Linked DNA regions of Mus musculus: region 1 is linked to region 2. A link is a contact called in public HiChIP or PLAC-seq data. All regions are on one chromosome and are shown on one strand. The core of a region is the stretch at or near the end of the contact, and the rest is flanking DNA. Distances in the headings are between cores, read along the strand shown.

Region 1 (6,261 bases), core at 3,378-5,877, 36 kb before region 2:
TCTGAGTGACCCAATAGAATCACCCTCTGGCTTCTTGAAACTGCCGAGTGACCACGTTGTCGCAGTAACTACAGACCTGGCCGGTGCCTTTTTTAAAAATGCCTTCCCGACCTCGCCCCTTGCGCTTTCACAGTCGCTGGCGGAGTAAATTCCTCCCAGAGGAGCCCTCACCAGAGACCACAAGCGACTGGCGCGTGACTAACGCCCACTCTCCTAGGGTCTTTTCTGCTGGACCCGCGGCTCTACCCTACTCCTTTGCTGCGTCGTGGACACGGGCGACCCCTGTCGGGGACCCTGTCCCTAGTTAGGCTACTACAATCTTGCTTTGAGTGCCTTTTTTTCCAGGTCCAGGTTAGCTGGCTTTCCTAAGAACCCCCAGAGTGACTCCAATTTTTCTGTCTGAATTCCACTTCAAGACCTCCCCATACGCACCCAGACCCTAGATGCAAACTGTTCCCTAGCGCTCCAAGACTACATCCTAGCTCCGATGGAGGGCGCCACTCACAGCAGTCCAGTGGGTGGCCAAACTGGGCAAGGGACAATTCCTTCCTAAAATGCACTCCCCAGCCCTCACCTTGCTTAGAACGGGAAAATCGAAAGTGACCTGGCAACTCTAAGGCTTGACCTTGTTTGCCTTTTCCTGGGAGGTCTGCACTTCCCCCACTAGGCCCCCTACCACTCACCTTTGCGGAGAGTGCAGCAAAACAAGGGCCAATCACTAAATGTGCCTCAGACCTAATCTCGCCAGCACACAAAATCCCATTGGCTGCACGCAGCCCTCCCGATTGAACCGAGTACCCTGGACAGTTAGTCTCTTTAATAATAATAATAAGCACCTACTCGCTCCGCCCATTCCACGCAGGATTCAACGCTGAGGAAGAAAGAAAACACGTCCCCTAGAAAAGGGAAATTAATCATTCCCTCTGCCCTCGTGGATGATGCACCTCGTGTCAGCAGTTTGTCACGTCAGATCGTGGCAGAGTCTGGTTCCGAGACTCGTACGCACGTTGGCGTGGGGGAGGGGGCTTCTTTAAACACACCCTAGCGACCGACTGCACGTGCAGAGTTTGTACACGACCCCACAAGCACACACACCAGGCAGTTGCGCTTGGATACCCTCGTTCTGGCCCGAGGCAACCCTCCACCCTAGATCCTCTAGCAATGGACTTCGTACAGATAAACCACGGAAAAAACTGGAATACCTCGCCCCACCTCTTTTTTCCTATTTAATTCGCTAAAGCAGCTCCTGGAGTAACCAAAGAGAGTAGAAACTAAGGCGTGGCCACTTCAGTTGGGTTTTTTCCCACCTCAAAACCTTTATTTTCAGTTTTTAAAAGCCACCTTAGCCCGCCATATTGGAACTGGCACGGTGTCTAAAGACTCCTTCCCCGCTGCTGTAGCGCTTCCAAGAAAACACAAGTATTGACTGGGCTGGGGACCTGTGTCCGGCCACAGAAAACCAATCGCTTCCCACCCCTCAAATGTTCTCCCTTTCCCAGCCTAATCCCGTTCAGCCGCTCCAGGTAAAAATTTAAAAAAAAAAAAAAAACAACACATCCAGCAGTTCCTGCCGTTGCTTTTTTTTTTTAAAGAGGATTTCACCAAGACACACGCACATAAAAATAAATAAATAAACTCCAGAGCTCGATCCTGTTAGACATTCTGAAAAGGGGCAGGATGAGTGTACACAAGAAAGCCCCAAGTGACAGGATATTACTTCAAAGGGTGATAAAAATGAACAAAAAGGTCGTCCTTGCTAGAGCTCGCTCCGAAACTACTATTGACAATTTCAATTCCGCTGCACAAGGCAAATGTTTCCAATCCGGCGATTCCAAACGTCTGCGCGATTTTTGGGAACAGCCCCTACCCCACCCTTGCTGCTTTCCAATTCTCTCCACGCCATCACTTTCCTCTCTACAACCTCCTAGCCCCCCCCCCCCCCCAATGCACACCAAAAGAGGGAGACCCCGGCTCCGAGGAGACGCGGGAACCCGGGGTAGGTGGCAGAGGAGGCTGCGCCGCTAAAGCGAGTGCATAAACGAGGAAGGTGGGCGGCGGGGAGGGAACAGACTGCACCCGGAGGAGGACGAGGTCACTTTGCAACTCCGGACAGACTCCCGCAAGGCCTGGCTTTTCAGAGCCGGGAGTCGGGGGGAAGGGGGTGGGGAATGAGAAAAAATGACAACCCAGAGCGCAGAGAGGAGTTAGAGGCTTCGCTCAAGTGCTTCTCATTTCCTCTCCAGCCTCTGCGCTTCGGTTTTTCTCCTCCTTCCTCCCCAACCCCCCGCCTCCCCCCTCCACCCAGACTGGCTCGAGCTTCCTTCTTTAAAAAAAAAAAACTAAACTGGGAAAAAAAAAAAAAAAAAAAAAAAGACGCCTTTCGGCACACTCAACCTGCGGGCCAGAGATCTGCTCGCGGGCCGGGTTGGACGAGGGGACCGTGTCTGGGGCGGCGTCCTACCTGATTAAGTTTGTCCTGCCAGGAATGGTGGAACCTGGCCCCCGGGGGCGACCGGAGTGGGCGCGGGTCCGGCTCACCCGCCCTCTCTTGCTCGCTCGCTCTCTACCCGCCGCCTCCCTAGCGCGCCCGCTCGGGTCCTCCAGCTCCCACTACAGCCTCATTCCAATATGGCATCCTCTCTATGCGCATGCCCGGCACTCTTTTTTAAGATTTCTCTCTTTCTCTGTAGAGCGAACTCCTTCAACGACCTTTTTCCAATGCTCGCAAAATGTCTCGAGCCAATTAGCCTGCTCTTCGTGGTAGACTCCTTCTCCCGCCCACAAGGTGACACTCTCCCCCCGCCCACCGCCCCCCCCCGCCTCCCCCCGCCTCTCCCCCCTCCCCCCGCCCAGGCATAGGTAGACACCTCCCCCAGTGAGCACGGACCTCGCCACGAGGACCCCTGGGGCGGTTCCCTTCCCTCCTTTCCTTCAACTCCCTCCACAAGTGATCCGTAGAAAGTTCACACCGCAAGCGTACCCGAACACCCATTTGCCCCGACAACTGGACTCACACCCCAATTTCTCAGCTGTTGTTTGTTTTCTAGGTTTGCAATCCCCTGGTCTACCTAGAGCATAATCTCGTGCTTTACCCGTCCAAGAGTTTTTGAAGTGAGGAGAATGGGGGACCCTAAAAACAAAATCGAAGGTCCCGTCTGGTCTACCCCACCCTGTACTTTAATTGTGCTTTTATATGAAGACTCTCAAAAAAAAAAAAATCTGTTCTTGGGGGAGAGAAGAAGAGGTTTTCTTTGGGCCCGTACCACACCCAAAAATGCTGGGAGTTAAGTTTGGACTGCCGGGGATCTACCAGCTGCAATCTACAGGAATGCGAGTGACGAAGCTCGCTGGGCTTCTGGTGGGACACCTGGCCAGGACAGGTTCCCGTAGGGTGGGGTTTCCCTGGCCCATATCAAGAAAAACCAGGTCCTTCATGATCTATAGGAATGGAGCGGAAGATCCGCCCAATCTGATCTGCGGGGTCTACCCGCACTTTTTCACGGGCGTGGCGCAAGGGCTAATGAGCTTCCCGGGCCTTGGGCGCAATGGTGGTACGGAACACAAACGAAATGTCCCCTATACAGAAAAGCTGGAGATGCCCAGGTAGACAAAACTCACCGTTTATGAAGCTGGGAAGCAGTAGAGCGAATATAGAGCTGGTTCTATCGACTAGGAAACAGAAGACACAATTGCTCAAGGTCTTTGCCTTTACAACCCCGACTTCAAAAAAAAAAAAAAATCTTCCACTCCGTAGTCTTCTATTGCCCACCTATCCCTTACACCACTCTCCGAAAAAACAACTACATACTGAGATTTTTAGTCACCCTCCCTGATCCTAACATCCCAGCGAAATTCCCACACGTGGTTCCCTAGGGAGTGGTGAGGGCTAGGAACCGCCAATAGAGTGACGGGGCCAGAGGCTAACTTTGCGCGGGAGACATCACCAACTATGAGGCTTTAGGTCATCTGGAAGAATCTAGAAGGGAGAAGCGCAGAAATGGCTCTCGCCATTATTGGGCCTCAGGGGTGGGGGGTGGGAGGGAATGGTGGGCGAAAGTCAGAGATTCGGAAAGCGTGGTGGAAGTTACAAAAGACTGAGCCCTGCCAGTCTGAGAATATTTCCTTCACATTTTAGAGAATTCTTTAGCTCTAAAGCGTCTCGCCTTGCCCATACACCTCCGTTTAGTACAGAGCCATCTAAGACCCTGAAGGCCCCAGTCATTCGCTTATCAGTATTCTCTGAGGTTCACACTTTTATCACCCGCCGGAGTTTGCCACTCCCGAAGCTAGCTTCCCGGTGTCCAACTCTTAGGAACACCAATGTATTTTTTGAGCTCATCATCCTTAAGGTCGGAGACTCCTGACGGCAGAAACTTCTCAAAAATAAATTAATCCCGTCCCTGAACATTATTCATCCCATCTACACCCGCAACTGCTTCTTTTATTAACCCAAGGTGGTCTCAGGTGAAGAATCCGAGGATTCCAGAGTGTATGTCCAGGTTTAGGTCTCAAAGTCCCAACTTACCTCTTCTCACTCCTTCAACTCGCAGCTGATCCTTCAGAAAGAGGTGGGAAAGAGGCTCAAAGTCACCTTTAGAGGCTTAGACCCACAAGACCCAACCTGCGCTTCCGTCCAGGGGAGTGGTCAGGGTCCTGTCCTTCCCCCTTCCCTCCCTCCTCCCCCCAATAACCAAGCGCAAAGCACTCTTAGACCGGAATAGCTCTCAACTCACACTAGGTTGTCCAACCCAACTCTCCAAAGCCTCAGGTTGTGGTTGCGTTGGACGCCTTAGGCAGCAGAACTCCTTTGTGCGTCCTAGACCGCCCACCTAGCTCCCAGCTTCCCTACCAGGACTTCCGGGCAGCTCCCCTTTGGAAGGAAATAGAATTTTATCAGTCCACCAGCCACGAGGCTTGAGTTGTAACCTACCAACGCGGTAAGGGTTGCGGGTCTATTTCCTGGTTTAAAGTTACGATTGCCCACTGAACGTTGTTCCATCAAAATTTTTAAACACACACCTGATTATCTTACCTGATTCGACAAAGTAATTAAGCAATCTCTATATGGTTGATATTCAGACCCACATTATGTAATTCTGCCCAAGGATCTATAGCAAATGGCGCGGAGTTCCACCCACCCATTCATTCATTCATTCATTTGTGTATTTATCTATCTACCTGTCATGATTAAGAAATAAAAAACATTGCGCTGTCACTGCACGTAGTGGCCGCACTGTTTACACAAATTACTCCAATGATGTCTACAGCAAACGGTCTCCAAGTTCAATATCCTTTACTTTTAATTCACTCTTGGCACATGGCTTTTCTTATGTCCTTTGGCTTTTCTTTGTGATCGTTGCTCCTGCTGCTGTTGTTGTTTTGTTTTTTGTTTCTTTTTAACCCACCTCCCACTTTTATCCCAGGGCACCCAAAAGGCAATGAAAAGTGGCTAGCAGGTTCCCTCCGAAGTTAAAGGTACTCCTTCGTCCCGTTCCAATGCCGTCTAATTTCCACTTTCATTTCACAACCAGACCCTTTAGGGATGTGTGACTCCAAATGCGGGACCCACTCCAAATCAATAAAACAGTAACCACTGCCAAGAAATAAAGAAGTAGAGAAAGCAGAGACTGCCTTTCCAAAGACAAAATGCACTCCAACTCAGGAGAAGTCATGTTCAGTCTCACGATTAATAGTACTAAGTGATTCACTAAAAAATAATTAACACTTTCTGAAAAATCTCCCTTCAAATAAGTCTCTGATAGCACTGACTATATATGCTCTTGCATTCCTAAATTCTGGCTAAGCCATTCATTTCACCACTGTGTTAAAAAGTAATTAAATTAGTTTTGTTAACTGTAAGATATGTATATGCTCTTCCATTTCTCTAATGTCACAGAAAAAAATTAGAAAAGTTCACAGAGGAAAAGTTTCTCCTTTATATTCTGTAAATTCCTAAGAATCATGTCATGAGAACTTACAAGGTTAAAAAAAAAAACTGTGTGTTTATATTTATATTAGAGGCATGTAGTGGTTTAAATCTTGTTGCGTTATAAGTAATAAATAAGTGTTGTGTATTTGTTGAGCCGCATGTAGTCATTTTTTTTTACATGCTCATTTCCTTCAAAAGCAAGGAAGAATCCACTTTCCACAGACTCTTTGTATCTAAATATTTCTTAAAGATGCAGGTCATGGAAGCTTACATACAAGCAGGAGAGCTAACAGCCAAAACCAATATTTGACAAATGTGTGCAATCTTCTCTT
Region 2 (6,296 bases), core at 11-2,510:
GTTAGGTCCAGTAATTGGAATCTACTGCACTAATTTTAGAACAATTATAATAACAATTTCAAAAAATGTAAGGGAATTTTAGATATAATGGGGAAAGATAAAAGTATTTGAGAATACGGAAGAAAGATTTCCAGACCCTAAAACACAATACTTTAAACATACCAGATGCTATTAACAGTCCCTTGACAAGCTTTAGATGAGAGCATTAGCAAACTTGAACACAGGTTGACTTGCCCAACTAGGACATAGTGCAGGGAAAGATTGACAATCACAGGAGTCATGGGGTTAGCAATCAAAATGATAATGGAGTCCTCATCAATGATGTAAACCAGAAGACAATGAAATGGTAACTTTGAAGGGGGAAAAGAAAAATCACTATCAACCCAGAATTGTACCACAGTAAAACCACCTCTCAGAGACACAGATGGACAGGGCAGATACAAAAGAACAGTTACAAGTGCGGCCATCATAAGGAAAGCATGGCAGATGTCCGACTCTGAAGGCACAAAAAGACTGTGGTCCCCAGAGTTCCTGTTGGGTCATGAATATTAGTACTGTGTCCTCCCTGATAAGAAACCATTGTTCTTTGGTTTTCTCTAGCACTGGCTCTCCAGTCGCTGATATATTTTCCAAAATCCTCTACTTTTTTTCATTTTTCACTTTGTAATAACAAATCTCCACAATAAATTAGGGGGAAACCTCTAGGCTTTGCAACCAGAAAGTCATGGGTATAATTCCTCTAAGAGAGAGATTTCTCACTTACAATTTTTTTCAGCTTTATATTTGTGACTACTAGATGCTTAGATAAATTTTCCAAATATTAATTTGTGTTTTAATTGCTCACATATGTACTGAAGCCCAGAGAAGTTGACACAAAGAAGAACACCCTGTCTCCTCCTGGGATTGTGAATGTCTAGGTAAACCATTTCCTTCATGCGCACAAACTAGCTTTCAGTTAGACTTTTGCACGCGCTCTTCTGAAAGAATGCAGTACTACCCACTGGTTTGTAAACGATTAGAGAAGGCTGATGTTGCCTTTGATGAGATCATACCAATTTGTAATATAGACAGACATAATTGAGGAAAACAGGCATGTAACAAAGAAAGGAACAATAAAGAACCGCTCACCGACGTGAGCACTCGAAGCCAAAAGGAGATCTTTTCTAAATGGCTACAATTCTAATTAACTATCCCCTGGGCAGTTAGCTTTCATCTGTAGATTCTTTCAACAAATAGTAGATTGGCTGTTACAAGAAACGCACTGTAGGAGGTGTCCCCTGCCGGCCACCTTGCAGCAATGGCATGCCCCTCTCTTACTTTGGAAGCAGTGTTTTTGCTTTTGGCCCCACCCTAAAAACATTAAGATCAGCATAAAAATAGACTTCCTTTCATTCACACCCCATAGCTCAATACACAATTAAGATCCCTCTTCTCTGTTTATTTTGACTCTTTCTCTTCTCCGTATCAGCTTTACCGTCAAGTTGACTGCCTTCAAGACTATGGCAACTAAAGCATGGGTAGCTATCACACTCAAGCATCATTTAAAAGGAGGAAAGGAAAGGGGTGGGAAGAGGAGGATTCACATGGGAGGAACAGCGTTGGGGCCCCACCATACAGCGCGTGAAATGGCATTACGGAACCACAGTGACAAATATAGCTCTGAGAGAAACACAAAAATAAAAATGGACATCAATGGAGGAGAATGGTCCAGAAACAAACCCACCCAGCTACTTCTGCCTAATTTTTAACAAAAAAAAAAAAAAAAATATATATATATATATATATACCAAATTTAAAAAAAAAAGACAACTTCTTCAATAAATGATGTTGGGGGTGCAGATATCCACACTAAGAAGGATGAAATTATGTTTATGTCTTTTACTCCAGACAAAAGTAAGTTTAGGATGGGTCAACAATATTAACATAAGGCAGGAATAGTGGAAACTTCTGGAAAAAACGACAAAGGGGAAATATGTCAAGATATAAGCACAGGCAAAGTCTTTATATAAAGGACTCCAACGGCATAAGAAATAATCCCAAGAATTGGTGAATGGAATTACATGAATCCCAGCAGATGGCACACCAGGGAAAGCAGTCCCCAGCTCAGAGGCAGCCTACAGAAGTATGCCATGTGCTCTTGTGCATCCAGGAGGGATAGATAGCTAGATGATTAGAGAATGGCAAAAATTAAACACAAAAACCAAAATCAACAGAATGTCTAAGGAAGTAAAGAGATAGTTGTCAAAAGAAACACAAGCGACCAGTACTACCTGGGAAAGACATTCGTATCCTTAGCCCCCTGCCAAACACAAATTAAGACTACTTTGAGGGTGTTAAGAACAAAAACTTTTCTGATCTTGTGTGCTTTTTTTTTTTTTCTTATTTTAGATTTATTTTGTTTTTGATTCTGGGTAGGTTTGTGTGTCCCTGTCTAAATGAACAGATACATGAATAGGTTGGAAACCCTTGGAGGCTGGAGAGATCAGACGCCCACTTGCGTCTGAGTTTCAGGCAGTTGTCAGCTGTGGGGACTGGGACTCAAACTCGGGTCTTCTGCATGAACACTGCCAGCTTTATCCACAGACACCCCCCCCCCCCCCACACACACACACTTTCACTCGGGCTTCTGTCTTTTTTATCTTGGCCAGAACAGCTGACAGGAAGATAACAAAGGACAGCAAGCGTTGGTGAGGATGTGAGGGAAAAGAAACCTTCATGTGGTGCTGAGAAGAGTAGAGCTGATATAGTCGCTATGGGCACTCGTCAAATTTCCCTACACAGCTAAAAGTATAATTTCCAGATGACCCAGCCCTACCACCCTCAGGTGTTTACCCAGGGGCTTTAATTCCTATCACAGAACCACTTACCCACCTGTGTTTATTGCTGCACTAGTCACAGCTAAAGAAGCGAGCCAGCCAAGGTGTCCAGCCGCAGATGAAAGGGAGAAGAAAATGTGCGCGCGCACACACACACACACACACACACACACACACACACACGACAGAATTTTATTTGGTGTAAAGAAATGTTAGGGGCTGCAGAGATGGCTCAGCGGTTACAAGCTCTTCCAGGGGTCCTGAGTTCAATTCCCAGCAACCCCACGGTGGCTCACAACCATTTGTAATGGAACCCTATGCGCTCTTCTGGTGTGTCTGAAGACAGAGACAGTGTACCCACATACACGAAAGAAATAAATCTTTTTAAAAAAGAGAGAGATAAAAGAAATGTTAGGCTTGACTTTTGCAGGAAAATGGGTGGTACTGGAAGTCTTCATGCTAAATGAAATTGATGAGACCCTGAAAAACAAACTGCACAGGTTTCTTCTCATGCGCTCTTCCTGGGGAGGCGGCGGGGGGGGAGGGAAGGAGGGATGTGTGCGCATGCGCAGATGCGCACAAAACCCTTCCAGGCACCATAACAGGAAAGATGGGGTCTTAAAAGAGGGGGAGCCGAGACAGAGGGTAATGTTATTCAGATGCTAGGACAGGCACAGGGTGTTTTTGAGAGGCAGGAATGGAGCTATCAAGAAGAGGGCAATCAGGAGGAGAATGTAGATGAGGGGGATTAAAAACACACAAAACTATCATAATAAAATCCCTTGTCTTATGTGCTAACTTAAACTAATCAAAAAGAAATTATTCCTCTAATTCAAGTGTATCTTTGCAAGAATCATGTTTAATTTACATTCTAAGAGAAATGTTTATAAATGTTTGCATGACTAGGAACTAAACATAGCACTGGCCAGGCTGCAGTGACTCCGGGCTAAGAGCTACTCTCCTGTACATTAAATTAAAATGTTGGTGTTGAGATATAGACTCTTCAGAGTTCGGGCCTCACGCTCTTCACTGAGGTAACACCAACTGATCCCTATGGCAGCTCGATCCACTGTTCCAGTCCATTCACATACTCACTGTCCCCAAGGAATTTTCAGAGGCACAAATCTGACCATGCTACCTCCCTGTGAGTCTCGCATGCACCTGTGCCCTGGCCTCAGCCTGGACCCTTAGCTTCATCCCTCATTCCAAGCCTTATTCTATGCTTCCTGGCCTTCAGCCTTTATACACACTGCTCCCTCTTCTGGAATGTTTTTTCTCCCTTAGCCTTCTATTAAAATCCCATTTAGCCTTCAAAATTCCATCCAAATACTTTATCCTTTGAAAAAGCCAATTGTCAACCAGGAGATGTTAGTTGACTGTATTTGATGCAATATTAGTAGATTTTAACATTGGGAGGATCTGAATCGAATTTGTGTCTCGAGTTTTGATGGCACTCTTTGTGTAGTCTCATCAAGCACCAGGTAGAGACTGGGTTTTTACCATTTTGAGGCACTATCGAGTTAACCTGCCAATACTTCATGCACACTGGAGGACAGACACATCACTCTAAGGTCTGAGACAGAACTTCCTCTCCCTCTTTGACTGTCTATCTTCTTGTGTGGTGTGGTGTGGTGTGGTGTGGTGTGTGTGTGTGTGTGTGTGTGTGTGTATGTGTGTGTGAGTGTGTGTAGACCTGCAGGAACTAATTCTTTCCTCTCACCATGTGGGACTTGGGGATGGGACCCATGTTGTTAGGCTTGCTGGCTTCCCCCTGAGCCTGCTGAGCCATACCCCCTTCCCTTCCACTCCCATTGCTAATCTTTTGGTGGGAAAAAAAGCACTATTCTCTTTTATGTAAACACCTTTTCTAACAGGATAACATGTTACTGACAATTGTGCTACCAAAGTGATTCCATGGTCCCTCCAATAGGCATCAAGCCTTAGTTCTTCCTTTTAGATTGAGACTTCCTCATGTAGCTCTGGCTGATCCAAAACTCTCCATGTAGACCAGTTGTCCTCAAACTCAGAGAGCCACCTGCCTCTGTCTCCTCAGTGCTATGATTAAAAAGTGTGTGCCACTACACGAAGCTAAAGTCATCGTTCTTACTTGCTTCTATTCCTGTAAAACCAAAGTGGTAAAGATGTGTTTCCTTTACAGTCCTTTGGGGAGAGCTTAGTTGCTTGGGAGAGCACTGGGCCCAGGCCACATCTGTGTTAGCTACTTTTTCTTCATCAGACCTCACATCACCTCACGGTCAGCTAAAGGAAACAAGTGCTTAAGAACACTCTAGCTATTGTTAATACAGAAGTGAGAAGATAGGAACTTATGTCCTATTGTTGCTGCTTTAGTTCTGGAAGCAATGTGTCCTGGAACAAGAGTCCAGTGGTTCACACTTCCAGCTGTTGCGCAGGAAACAATCACGTCAACGCCAGTTCTGTCACAGTTGGATGTGAAATGAGCCCCATGGGCTTATGAGACTGAACACATGGCCACCAGCTGATGACAGGCATGGAGACAGAGCCTCAGTGGAGGAAGTGGGTCACTAGGACTTGACGTTCCTTTCCCCACCTCCACTTCCAATCAGTTCTCTCCTTCCTGACTCTGGATATGATGTGACAAGCCACCCCACGCACCTGCCACCATGTTTCCCCCTTTCTGAAGGGCAGCAGCCACTTAAAATGTAAGCTCTAATACACGTCCTTCTTTAAATTGAATTTCAACTCCTACCAGGCATGTATCACCCATAAGGAAAGTAGTAGCTGACACACTATGCTTGTGGGCTGCTCACATTTAACGAACCTGCCTTTTTCCAGACGTCACCTAAGAGAAGAGCCTGGTCTACAACAGGCACTTGATAAATCTCTAGAGAATTAAAAAGTAACTGAATCCATAAATAAAAGGTGAAATTTTCACAAAAACCACCAAGGATTCGTGTTGCTTTGTGTACTTTTTAGGAACTTATCACCATTCTATATAATCAATATTCTTTTTATTTCTGTATAATTCTTTGAGCTGATTCTTACTGAACTTGTGGCCAGGGTTAACCTCAGATGTCTTCCTTACTCTCTAGTCTCCTTGCTTTTAGGGACAGTCTCTCGCTTGCTGATTGGGATCGTCTGTGCGTCTAGCATGCCCCAGGAATGTGCCTGTCTCCATATTCCCAGAGAAGAGGTTACAAGGGCATGCCCCTGCTCCAGACCCTTTTCTCTGGGTTCGGAGGATTGACCTCAAGTTTACACTGCCAACTGAGTTCTAGTTCCCTGGCTCCCAACAGACATGTTGGACTATTAAAAAAAAATCTTACTGGAAAAAATACTTCCCTATCCTTTAGCGCTATGCCCTGTTCTGTGAGTTAGAAAACGCAGCCTTTTAAATGGCATGTACATAAGTGGCCTCTGGTGTATAGTAAATACCCAAAGCGTCTCTCACCCCCAGAAACATTAGAATTGAGAAGTGCTTCTGGCTCTGTTGACGAGATG

What was found. HiChIP or PLAC-seq counts read pairs in DNA pulled down with a chosen protein or histone mark.
Region 1: a contact with region 2 is called in an H3K27ac HiChIP or PLAC-seq map of embryonic stem cells, with 14 read pairs. The contact joins the promoter of Sfmbt2 here to the enhancer-like site in region 2. A contact is called at or near these places in 1 of 39 promoter capture datasets (macrophages), 3 of 484 Hi-C or Micro-C datasets (CD4 T cells and embryonic stem cells), 7 of 115 datasets of contacts at active chromatin or transcription factors (CD8 T cells, effector CD8 T cells, embryonic stem cells and 1 more) and 2 of 9 other capture datasets (adipose tissue and pancreatic islet).

The regions. Positions count from the first base shown.
Region 1 is chr2:10,368,817-10,375,077 of GRCm38.p6, reverse strand. Sfmbt2 (Scm-like with four mbt domains 2) reads right to left here and starts at 4,627. Exons shown (of 23, transcript NM_001198808.1): 1 at 4,526-4,627.
Region 2 is chr2:10,329,420-10,335,715 of GRCm38.p6, reverse strand. The region is part of intron 3 of Gm13261 (a long non-coding RNA gene); the gene reads left to right. Among named protein-coding and RNA genes, the nearest start is that of Gm39758, 12 kb to the right of the region's middle. Within about 2 kb of position 1,260, at least 3 of the 459 cell types and tissues checked have an H3K27ac peak or open chromatin away from gene starts, as enhancers often do. A contact at or near this core is called in embryonic stem cells, where this site is marked.